Linked DNA regions of Sus scrofa: region 1 is linked to region 2. A link is a contact called in public promoter capture Hi-C data. All regions are on one chromosome and are shown on one strand. Each heading gives the region's core, a stretch centred on a gene start, on an enhancer-like site or on the middle of the called end of the contact. The rest is flanking DNA. Distances are from core to core; before and after follow the strand shown.

What was found. Promoter capture Hi-C pulls out the DNA fragments that hold promoters and counts their contacts.
Region 1: a promoter capture Hi-C map of liver shows a contact between it and region 2, with 3 times the contacts expected there. The contact joins the promoter of PIP4K2B here to the promoter of FBXO47 in region 2. A contact is called at or near these places in 1 of 5 promoter capture datasets (liver) and 1 of 2 datasets of contacts at active chromatin or transcription factors (alveolar macrophages).

What each region holds. Positions count from the first base shown.
Region 1 is chr12:23,314,781-23,320,298 of Sscrofa11.1, forward strand. PIP4K2B (phosphatidylinositol 5-phosphate 4-kinase type-2 beta) reads left to right here and starts at 2,333. Exons shown (of 10, transcript XM_021067062.1): 1 at 2,333-2,677. The coding sequence starts at 2,519. CWC25 (CWC25 spliceosome associated protein homolog) reads left to right here. Exons shown (of 10, transcript NM_001244652.1): 10 at 29-665. The coding sequence ends at 143.
Region 2 is chr12:23,177,940-23,183,582 of Sscrofa11.1, forward strand. It overlaps FBXO47 (F-box only protein 47), which reads left to right and starts at 3,799. Exons shown (of 11, transcript XM_021067059.1): 1 at 3,799-3,981.

The sequences.
Region 1 (5,518 bases), core at 1,083-3,582, 140 kb after region 2:
CTTACTGTCACCTGTCCTCTCTTCCTAGCCGCATGAAGCTAGAGAGCGCATCTACCTCCTCTCTGGAAGATCGGGTGAAGCGGAATATTTATTCCCTGCAGAGGACCTCAGTAGCTCTGGAGAAGAACTTTATGAAAAGATGAAAGCCATCGCCTGTCTTGCTGGTTTTCCTGAAGTTTTCAGGGAGGCTGCTGACCCCTTACAAATTCTCTTTATAAGAGTTCAAATGGCTTCTTCCACAGATGTCAAACCACCACTGTTCAAAGTGACTGTCCCCCGTGGATCGCAGAAACAGCCCATTTCTTTTGAGAACCCGTGTGACTTGCTCTATGGGACCCTCGGTAACTTTTGCTGGGTGCAGAGCAGATGTTAACTTTTTTTTGTTTTTTTTTTTTTTTTAGTGGATGGGCACTGGAGCATCTCGGGGTGAGCACTCATGTTGCTCTGGAAGCCTGCTCCCCATGGTCAGGGTACTTTTTATTCCTCTTCCCTCCACCTGTGTGAACACCCCTATACTACCACCTCAGTATAGACCGGACCTTTTGGAAGCCTCTCTCCCCAAAGCCACTCAGGTAGAGCCCAGGGAGTGACAAAGAATCTGGAAGGGAAAACAATGCAGAAAAGCCCTGTAAATGAACTATTGAAGTATTTGGACTTTTTCTCCAGCTGTAAAGCATAGTGTGTATATGTACAAATGTATATTTTTTCATGCTTTTAAAAAAAGAAGTTAGCTTTGTGAGAAGATCTTGTTTGGTAAGTGACTTTACTATGTAATAGGACCACACTGTATCTTGTCATCCAGTAACACAGTAAGGCAGGTCAGCTTTTCTTTCCTCTTTGAATCTGGCTAGTTTTGGAGGGGCCTGGGTTTATTGATAGGACGTAGGGTATCAATCCTTTTACACTGCTTAGAGTCTGCAGTGTGGGCAGTGCAGTGTTGAAGTCAGATGATTTTAGGAGTCAGGACCAAACTGCCAGTATACTCCTTGGCTCTTAAAAGAAAATAAAATGGAAGCTGTTTATTTCATGGCTTCCCTTTTATCATGTAGTAATCTTATTACAATTCTAGATTTTCAGGTGTTGTTTGCTATTATTTTTTAGTCAGGTATTAAAACAAAAAAACAAAAACCACCCAAACTCATGGGACCAGTCTCCTATCTCTACCCCTTTCCCTTTACTTCTTTCACCAGAGGCTCTCACTCCATCCAGGAGGTCCTAGGCACTGCTGACCCACACATTAGCTGCTCTAGTTCCTTGTTCTGCTGATTCCTAATTCTGCCTAGAACGAATCTGGGTTTATATTTTTGAACACTTACGATTCCAGAAACTATCATGCTTAAAACTCAGTTTTTCTCCAGAGAGAAGGTGACATACACTTGTCATTCATTTCATCACCTTATCCTGCCAGGGTTAATTATGTCTTTTATTACTTGGTAATAAAGACCACATTTATTTTTTTCCTAACTGTGTAAAGAGCAACTTAGGGTGAGTACCGAATTCCAGATTCCGATACAGAGCAATATTGATCCGCAATTTGTATCCAATATGTGGAGTCTCAGTTCGAGAGGAATTATGTAACAAAGCGTGGGCGGTTTACTCAAAGGTCTCATCAAGTGGGCCAGAGAGTAAGAAGATTATAATTTTCTGCTGAAGGATAGGTGTCTTAAGGTGCCAGCCTGCACCTTACCCCGAGCCTTTGGCGGGAGGAGGCCGGCGGCCGGTGGGTGGGAGCGGGACCCATTCATAAAACCCAAGGCTCCCGGCTGGCTCCTCTCATTGGCCCTGGGGGGAGGGGGCGTGTCCCGCGGGTGGCGTGCATCCCCGGGGTCCAGAGGAGTGGGAAAATCCACGCTTGGGTGGAGCGAGGGGGCGTTCCTTGCCTTTCCGGGCAGGACCTTCTTTTCCCCTCGCAGTGTTCCTTCTCTCTCCCCCGGGGTGGGGATGGTACGTCCCACCCCCGCATTCCCGCCCCTCCTCCCCTCCGGAGCCGTGGCGCTGCCGCCATCTTGGCACGTCAGGTTGAGGAAAAAGCCAAACCCTGGCTTTGGTGGGCCCGGACAGGGAGACCCTCCCGCGGTAGACAGCGAGACCTACCCAGTCCTCCTCCCCTCCCTGCTCGGGCGCGGGATTCTGAGGCACGCGGAGGCCGGCCCCGTTCCTGTCAGGCCCGGGGAGGAGGGGCGGGCCGGGCGGCCGCTGCCTCCCCGGGGTGGGCGGTACCACCCAGGCAGGGAGGAGAGGGCCCGGTGGCGGCTGGGCAGCTGTACCGCCTGGGGGCGGGGTGCGGAGCGGGCGGGCGGGCTCCCTGGGGCGGGGCGGGGCGGGGCGGGGCAGAGAGGGCGGAGCGTGGGGAGGACGGAACCACCGGGGCGGGGTGGGGAGGTAACGGGACGGGCGCGACCATGGCGCGGTGAGGGAGCGGGGGTGGGGATCGGTCTGGGGGAGGCCTGGGGCCGCTGGCTTGTGCGCCGTCTCGGTCGCCCCCCCTTTCGCCGCCGCCGCCGCCGCCGCCCCGGGCATGTCGTCCAACTGCACCAGCACCACGGCGGTGGCGGTGGCGCCGCTCAGCGCCAGCAAGACCAAGACCAAGAAGAAGCATTTCGTGTGCCAGAAAGTGAAGCTATTCCGGGCCAGCGAGCCGATCCTCAGCGTTCTGATGTGGGGGGTGAACCACACGGTAACCAGCTCCCCCGCGCGCGCCCCTCCGAGCGCGGCCCCGTGCGCGCTCACGCCTCCCCCACCCGCCCCCAGCCGCCCCGGGCCCTCGCCTGGCCGGCCCTGCCAGTAACGCGTGCACCCCCTCGACAAGCCACTTGCACGCCCACCCCGCCCTTGCACGCCATCCCGGCCGGGTGTGCCTCCCTGCACGCCACGCGAGGCCTGGTGCCTCCGACGGTGGTGTGCCGTCGCGTCCTCCCCTTCCCTCCAGCCCCTCAAGCTTCCTGCGTCTGGCAGCGGGCAGCCCCTGGAGCGCAGAGGGAAGGCCTGGGTGGGGTGGAATGGCTATCATCCTCTCCTCTCACCTCACCCCGTTTGTTGCATTTGTTCTCCCCCTTCTTCCTTATAATTGGCTGCCTAGCTCACTGTCCAGTTGACAGGGCAGGTGGCATTGGCCTACCTGAATAGTCCTCCGTTTCTGGTCGTTTGATGTGGCTGCTCAAGGTTTCCCCATCCTCCAGACCTCTTTACCCCTGCCTGGAAATCCTCCTCGGGTTTCTTTTCTTCTCGAACAAGATGTATCAACTGGAGAAGCACTGGCTTCCTTGGGCCACAGATCAGGGTCTTCCTGGGTTAGAGAGAAGGGGGAATAACCATTAGAGAAGGTGAGGCCTGCTTTTGAGGACTGTTCATAGTAGGAATAACGCATCTTCCTGAATTCTATGGCGATCGTGTCAAAGATGTTGACTTTTCAGTTACTGCGCTTTCTATTGTGTGGTCGGGAGAGTGTGGTAATGGATAGTGATTATGATGAGAGAGAGGTTCTTTGGGTCCTTGGGCTTCTTTGAGATTGTCCAACTGCTCCCGTTAGAAAGTTGGGGCCCTGCCCAGTATTTGAGTTAGAGGACTTTGTGTCGGTCCTGTTTGTTTGGGGTCTTTCTTTCTCTTCCAACTACTTGTTTCTTGCATTTCATTGTGCGTCCTTACTTCCAGAAATGAGCAGAGGAAGTTAAAAAACCCGAAATACCAACTGCACCAATTCAAAGTTTGGAATGAAGAAAGTGAAGCTAATGGCTGGAGTTTCTTGTGGATATCAGTTCTTTAGGCTCCGTGACTTTTCGGAGCACTTGAAATTGCCCACAAGACCAACTGATGACAGAGGAGCCCAGGGCCAGCAAGACTTTGAGCTTTGCTTTACAAGAAGAGCCGTCGGCTGGAGATTGATAAACTGTAGTCTCAGCCGGGGTTTTAGATCTTTACCTCTACTGCAGAAAGGCACCGTGTGTCTGGTGAGGTCTTTGTTGATTTCATGGTCTTGGGCCGGTTCAGTAACTTCACTAAGGTGAGGGTCCTGGCTAGGGTAGGGAGAACCGCTGGTGTAACATCTAGACCTCTGGGAGCTGCTTTGATTCACGAGTCCAGCAGAGTTTGTCCCTCTTGCTTCCTGCTGCCTTGGGGGTCATCTGACAATATTGCAGGGAAAACTGGGTCATCAACATGTGAACCCGGTGTCCCTGCCTGGAAATCAATCCTTGGTTTTGTCGTGCAGCTGGCTTCTCACTAGAAAGCATCCTGTCTGTATAGAGCATTGGTTAGAGGCCTGAGAGTCAGGAATATGACAACTTGTCAGAAGAGGACTCTGGGTCCCTTGTTTTATACCTGAAGGAGTGGAGGCCCTGGGTGGAGGATTATTAGGTTGTCTGTGGTCACAACAAGACATGCAGCCCATTGTCAGTGCAGTATGTTGGGCTGTGTTGGCACATGATGGTGCTTGAATGGCAGGTCTCATTTTCTTTGCTTCCTTTCCTTGCCCTGCCTCTCAGCCCAGGGCCAGGACAGGTGTGTGTGCCTGCGCCTGCTAGTTCCCAGGAGTGTGTGGTGCTTGGTTTTCTGTTAGGCAGGCAGTGAGTCTCTGAATGGTAGATGGAGAGATAGGTATCACCCTCTTTCGCTGCTCACTTTAAGCAAGTTTGAGAGCCAGCTGGAAAGGTATTGACTTTAAGCAAGACCCGTACCTCTGGACATAATGAGCGAGCACCTCCGGGGAAACGCACTGGACATGACTGCCCTGGACCGGCCGAGGTCTGGACATCAGCTAGGCAACAATTCTATTGCTTCCTCTGGGCCTGCCACAAGGTCTAGTACTTCAGGGTCCCCATCCGGGAAATGAAACATCTCCCCAGAAGATTATAAGATCGTGCAGTTCCCAGGAGAGCGAGGGCCACATTGTTCTGGTATCGATAGCCTTTCTTGGAGGCGACCTCCCTTCCGAAGCCAGCTTCTGCCACCTTTCGCAGTCTGAGGTTTCGGATATCACCTTTTCTTGGATTATTCAGTTTCTTGCTGATTTAAGCACGTAGGCCACGATGGTCTATGGCTGACGGTGTATGAGACGTGGAGGATGGATGTGTCTTTATCTGGAGCTCAAGTCAATTACATACCCTCTCATGAGGTGGTTGATTTCCTTCTGAGCAGAGAAAGAGAGGTCTTTGAACTCAGCGTCGTGACAGCTGCAGTCCATGGACTTGGTAGAGGAAGGCTGTACAGAGAGAAAAATCAGACTCTGGATCTGTCAGGGGCGAACTGATAACGAGAGAAAACCAGTGTTTCCGTGGTGCGGAGGTTCTGGAGTTAGGGAAGAGATGGCCTCCGAGAGGGGGATGGAGACCAGAGGGGGCAGACCTGGCGGGTACCCTGTTGGCCATTCTAGGAACCAGGTGTGTATGAAGCCTCACGCAGGTGATCAGAAGGAATAGGAGCCGTTGATGGTAACCATGTTCAACCATTTGGGAAGCTTCGAAGTGATGGCACCATTTACATGCCCCCCCCTCTCCCCGCGGTATGTGTGGGTTCCAGTTTC
Region 2 (5,643 bases), core at 2,549-5,048:
GTTAACTGCTGAGCCACAATGGGAACTCCAGGACGTCTTTTTTTTTTTTTTTTTTTTTTTTGGTCTTTTTGCCATTTTTTGGGCCGCTCCTGCGGCATATGGAGGTTCCCAGGCTAGGGGTCGAATCGGAGCTGTAGCCACCGGCCTACGCCAGAGACACAGCAACCCAGGATCCGAGCCGCATCTGCAACCTACACCACAGCTCACAGTAACGCCGGATCGTTAACCCACTGAGCAAGGGCAGGGATGGAACCCGCAACCTCATGGTTCCTAGTCGGATTCGTCAACCACTGCGCCACGATGGGAACTCCATAGGAAGTCATTTTTGATGAAAACTTCAGCATGAAGAGATGAACCCACAAAAGAGAAGACACCTCCTCCCACCTCACTCCCCATTCCCCCTCATCCCCACTGGACTAGAAGTTACTCCAGGGCAGGCACTTGTGACCATGACCCACTAGAAGGCAAAATTGGTACTTACCCTGCAGTTAACACTGGCCTTGGAGTTCCTGTCATGGCTCAGTGGTTAACGAATCCGACTAGGAACCATGAGGTTGCAGGTTCGATCCCTGGCCTTGCTCAGTGGGTTAAGGGATCCGGCGTTGCTGTGAGCTGTGGTATCAGTCGCAGACGCAGCTCGGATCCCACGTTGCTTGTGGCTCTGGCGTAGTCTGGCAGCTGCAGTTCTGATTCGACCCGTAGTCTGGGAACTTCCATATACCGAAGAAGCGGCCCAAGAAATGGCAAAAAACAAAACAAACAAACAAAAAAACCCACTGGGCTTGGTAGAAAATGGGCATGGATCAAATGTAACAAATGAACGAAATATGTTTTATATATACATGACTGGATCACTTTGCTGTACAGCAGAAATTGACAAAACATTGTAAATCAACAGTAATAAAAAAAATCTTTTTAAAAATAGGGGAGGAATAGATTCTAGAGGACATTGAAGAAATGGCAGAGGGACTGGAGTGGCTGGCAAGGCAAAGTCATCATAGGTTCCTGAGATGGGGCATGACACACAGACTCCTTCACCAGACTGCCAATCCAATGGACACCTGGCTGAACTCAGCAGCACTGGGCACAGCTGACCACTCTCATTCCTGAAGCACACTCTTTCGGGCTCCTGTGACTCTTTTTTTTTTTTTTTTTTTTTTTTTTGTCTATTTGTCTTTTTAGAGCAGCACCAACCAGTGGCATGTGGAGGTTCCCAGGCTAGGAGTCGAATCGGAGCTACAGCCACCAGCCTATGCCACAGCCACAGCCGCGCCAAATCCAAGCCACGTCGGTGACCTACACCACACCTCATGGCAACACCAGATCCTTAACCCACTGAGCGAGGCCAGGGATCAAACCTGCAACCTCATGGTTCCTAGTCAGATTCATTTGCACCACGATGGGAACTCCTCCTGTGACTCTTTCTCTGCTGGTTTACTCCAGTTTATGCCACTAGGTACTCCTTTTCAATCTCCTTGGAGAACCTCTTCCTTTTCTCACTATTCTTCTATTGCAGAAAACTCTTAAATTTATATATCCAGCTCAGATTTTTTCCTCCAACCTCCAATGTAATTCAATTACCTTCTTGACATCTCCTCTTGGATGTCTCTTAGACATGTCAAACTATGAAGCCGAGGAGTTCCCCTTGTGGCTCAGCAGAAACGAACCCAACTAGTATCCATGAGGATGCGGGTTCCATCCCTGGCCTTGCTCAGTGGGTTAAGGACCCAGCACTGCCATGAGCTGTGGTGAAGGCTGAAGATGTGGCTTGGATCCCAAGTTGTTGTGGCCGTGGTATAGGCTGGTGGCTACAGCTTCGACTGGACTCCTAGCTGGGAACTTTCATATGCCCTGGAAAGACAAAAACAAAAACAAAAAACTATGAAGCAAAGCAGGACCCTGTGGGGCTCCTGGGCACACAAGCCTTTTGATGTCCCCTGCTTCTTGATTTAGGGAATAGGCTTCAGCCTCCATGACCTTCCTTGAGGGCAGGTTCAAACTGCTGCTAATCAGGGAAGGAAGGGGATGCAGAGACAAGGAAGGAGCAGTCCAGAAGCAATAACCCAGCCTTGGGGCAGGGTCTTATATCGCCGAGCTCTTCTGTAGAACTAAACCCCCACCAAATGGAAGATGTTAACTACTTGATGAAACATTCTTCATTCCATAAAGAAGGTCAAAGTTTGATAACCTCAGAACCATAGAAACTTATCAGGAGACTATCTGAGGCCAGATTAAAAGAATCACAGAAGCTCAGGAAGAGACCACCTGAGGCCAGATTAAAGGAATGCAGACTCTGCACACACTCTGATTCTTATCAACAACCCCGCTCTTGAACCATTGCTATAAAACTTTTCACCAAATCCTCCAGAGCAGGATAAACAGTTTTTGGAGGCATTAGCCCACTGCGTGCCCCCTTGGCCTGGCAAATCGATAAAGCTATCCTTTTCTCCTTCACCCAAAACCCTGTATTCCAGATTGAATTGGTGAAGGTCCACAAAAGGCACTTAAAATCTGCAAAATTAAACTTTTTTGTTTGTTTATTTAGGGACACACCTGCAACACATGGAAGTTCCCAGGCTAGGGGTGGAATAGGAATAGCAGCTGCCTGCCTGTGCCATGGTCACAGCAATGCCAGACTCCAGCCATGTCTGTGACCTACACAGCAATGCTGGATCCTTAACCCACTAAGCATCCCAGGGATCAAACCTGCATCCTTATGGGTAATAGTTGGGTTCTTAACCCACTGAGCCACATTGGGAACTCCCTGTTTATTCTATCTTAAGACTAATAAGACTTATAAGAGTAATAAGCTTAGACTTAGACTAATAAGCTCCATGAAGCCAGGAAACATATATCTTGTTCTCAGTTGTATGTTTAGGGCCTTCCCCGTGACTAGCCCAGAGCAACTTTCAGTAACCAGCTACTGAATGAATAAATGAAGAAGGACTTAATCTTCAAGGGAGGGCCAAGCTAGGAAGATTTGCTTTGGACTCCATCTTTTTTGCTTTTTAGGATGGCACCACCATCAGCATATAGAAGTTCCCAAGGTAGGGGCCAAACCAGAGCTACAGCTGCAGGCCTACGTCACAGCAGTGTGGGATCCAAGCCGCATCTGCAACCCACACCAGGGCTTTCACAGCAACTCCAGATCCCTAACCCACTGAGCGAGACCAGGGATGGAACCAGCATCCTCATGGCTCCAGCGTCCTCATGGATCCTAGGGGGATTCTTTTCCGCTGCACCACAACAGGAACTTCCTTGGACTCCATCTTGACATGCCGGAGGCATCTTTGCTTCTAGGTACCAAAATAGGTTAAAAAAAGGAATGTTTGCAGGTTCTTCCCAACAGAAGTTTTCATTGAGTCCTCTTGTACCTTACCTTGTAGGGATGGGAGGAGTTAAAAAACTAAGATAAAGGGAAAGGAAGTGGCTTGGAGCAGATGTGTGGTGCGCCAGGTTGGGACGCTTCGTTTCGCACCGTCCCCTCCACGTCCGTAACTGCCCCACCCCTTCCGGTCATCGGTTTGAAGTAAAGGTGGTTTTGGCCTAAGTTCGGCCTCCAAAGACTACATCCTCGTTAATTATTCATAGCGTGGAAGGGGTCTGTGAGTGCCAGGACTTTTACTATTCATGAGGGGGCGGAGTCTCCTTCCCGAGCTCCTGGGGAGGGCTCTGAAATATTCAAGAGGAAGGAGGGCACTCTGGGAGCCGGCGTTCTTCCTATTCATGAGGGGGCGGGGCCTCCTTCCCGCTGGGGCTCCTGGGAGGATTCTAAAATATTCTCGAGGCCAAGGGGGCGCCTGGGAGGCAGGAACGCAGCTCCGGAACCGACCTGAGGCGGACCCTCCCTCTTCCTGGCGGCAAAATCTTTTTTTGAGGAAAAATTTTCTAAAACATTAAGAAGTTTTGAGGATGGAGGGGCAAAACGACTAAGTCGCATTTTCCTGTGATCCTTTAGCCGGGAAATTGTCCAAATCTGTGGTAAAAAGAGATTTATTTTCCCCCAATAGTTTCTGGAGACAGCTTCACCTTTTCGTGGACTGAAGGAGGTCAAAAATGCACCGCAGTGTGGTTTGAGTAGTATATCGGCCAGTTTCTCTTTTATGCCCCCGACCCCCTACCCCCAGTTTACCTCTCTGGAGATCTTTGGGCGAATTCTCGGGCAGATGGAGGTGGATCTCTTAAAAGATTGTCTTAGGTTAAAATAAAATAGAAATCCTAGTGAATTGCTGTTGGACGGTTTTCTCTGAAAACGGGGAAAGAAGTTCATCCAAGAGAGCCTTCAAAGCCTTTCACACGTGGGCAAAATGAGCGGGATGGAACAGGGCATTGAAACATCATCTTACTAGGATTATTTTGGTCCGTTAGTCTCATTCTCTAGAGGACTGAGAGGCAACCAGAAGTAATTTGGAATTACATCTTTAGGATTTTCAGAAAAGCCTGCTATCTCCCCCAAACCGTTTAGGTCTAAGTGAGGAAAATAAGAAATTGTAAGAGGAGACTAAAGCTTTTAAAGAATTTGGGTCATTGTGTTTTAATCCTCTCAGAGGTTTAAAAATATAGGCAGAGTGTGCTTAACACACTGGAGTCCGCGGGTATTAGGTTATCAGTGAGGGTCTGAAGATCCCACAAGCTCCACCCATTCCCAGCTTAGCAGGTCCTCAGAGAAAAAGAATAAATCCTAGGCCAGATGTATATTTTACTATAATGAAAATGATTTAAAATACCTACTGTGAAAAGTTGAAAACAATGTTATGGATTAAATTATTCTTCCATTTGGTCGAATCCCATGCAGTCTTTAAAATATATATATACTTGTAGAAGTGTATCTATTGGTATGGAAGGAAATTCCAGGTTTAATTACAATTACAATTGAAATGCAGATTATAAAAAAGGATGATAGTCCCTCTTTTTTTGTGAAAAAAATTATATATATATGTGTGTGTGTGTGTGTGTAAAATTCTGGAATGATATAAACCAAAGTGCTTAATGTTAAGTGTCAAAAACCAAATGAATTTAATTTTCTTCTTTTTATTTTGCTGTATTTTGTAAAATTTTTGACAATGCACATGCTACTTGTATCATTTTAATGATTATTTAGAAATATCTACTAATTTAAATGCTCATTGAATGATGCTGAAGCAAAGCACTATATAAGGTATGGGTTTTTTTAAAGAAGGCTCACAGTATGCGTTTTACTAAGCACTAAATTTCTTGGCCACATTTTCAAATCTATAACGGATTTTAAATTGATAAAAATTGGTATGTAACTTTAAAAAATTTTTACTTTGTATTTATTTATTGTCTTTTTAGGGCCACACCCTCAGCATGTGGAGGTTCCAAGGTTAGGGGTCGAATCAGAGCTGTAGCTGCTGGCCTACACCACAGCTCACCACAAGGATGGATCCTTAACCCAATGAGCAAGGCCAGGGATGGAACCCATGTCCTCATGGAGGCTAGTGGGTGTCATTAACCACTGAACCACAAAGGGAACTCTGATATGTAACTTTTTAGGTGAATAAGTAACAATGTGATCTTTAGCAATTTTGTGACAAAAGGAGAAAATGTATTTTAATCAGATAGGTTTGTAACTCTTTGGTGAAATGACTTGGTTGTTTCTTTAGAAACAAGGAAGCTTAGATT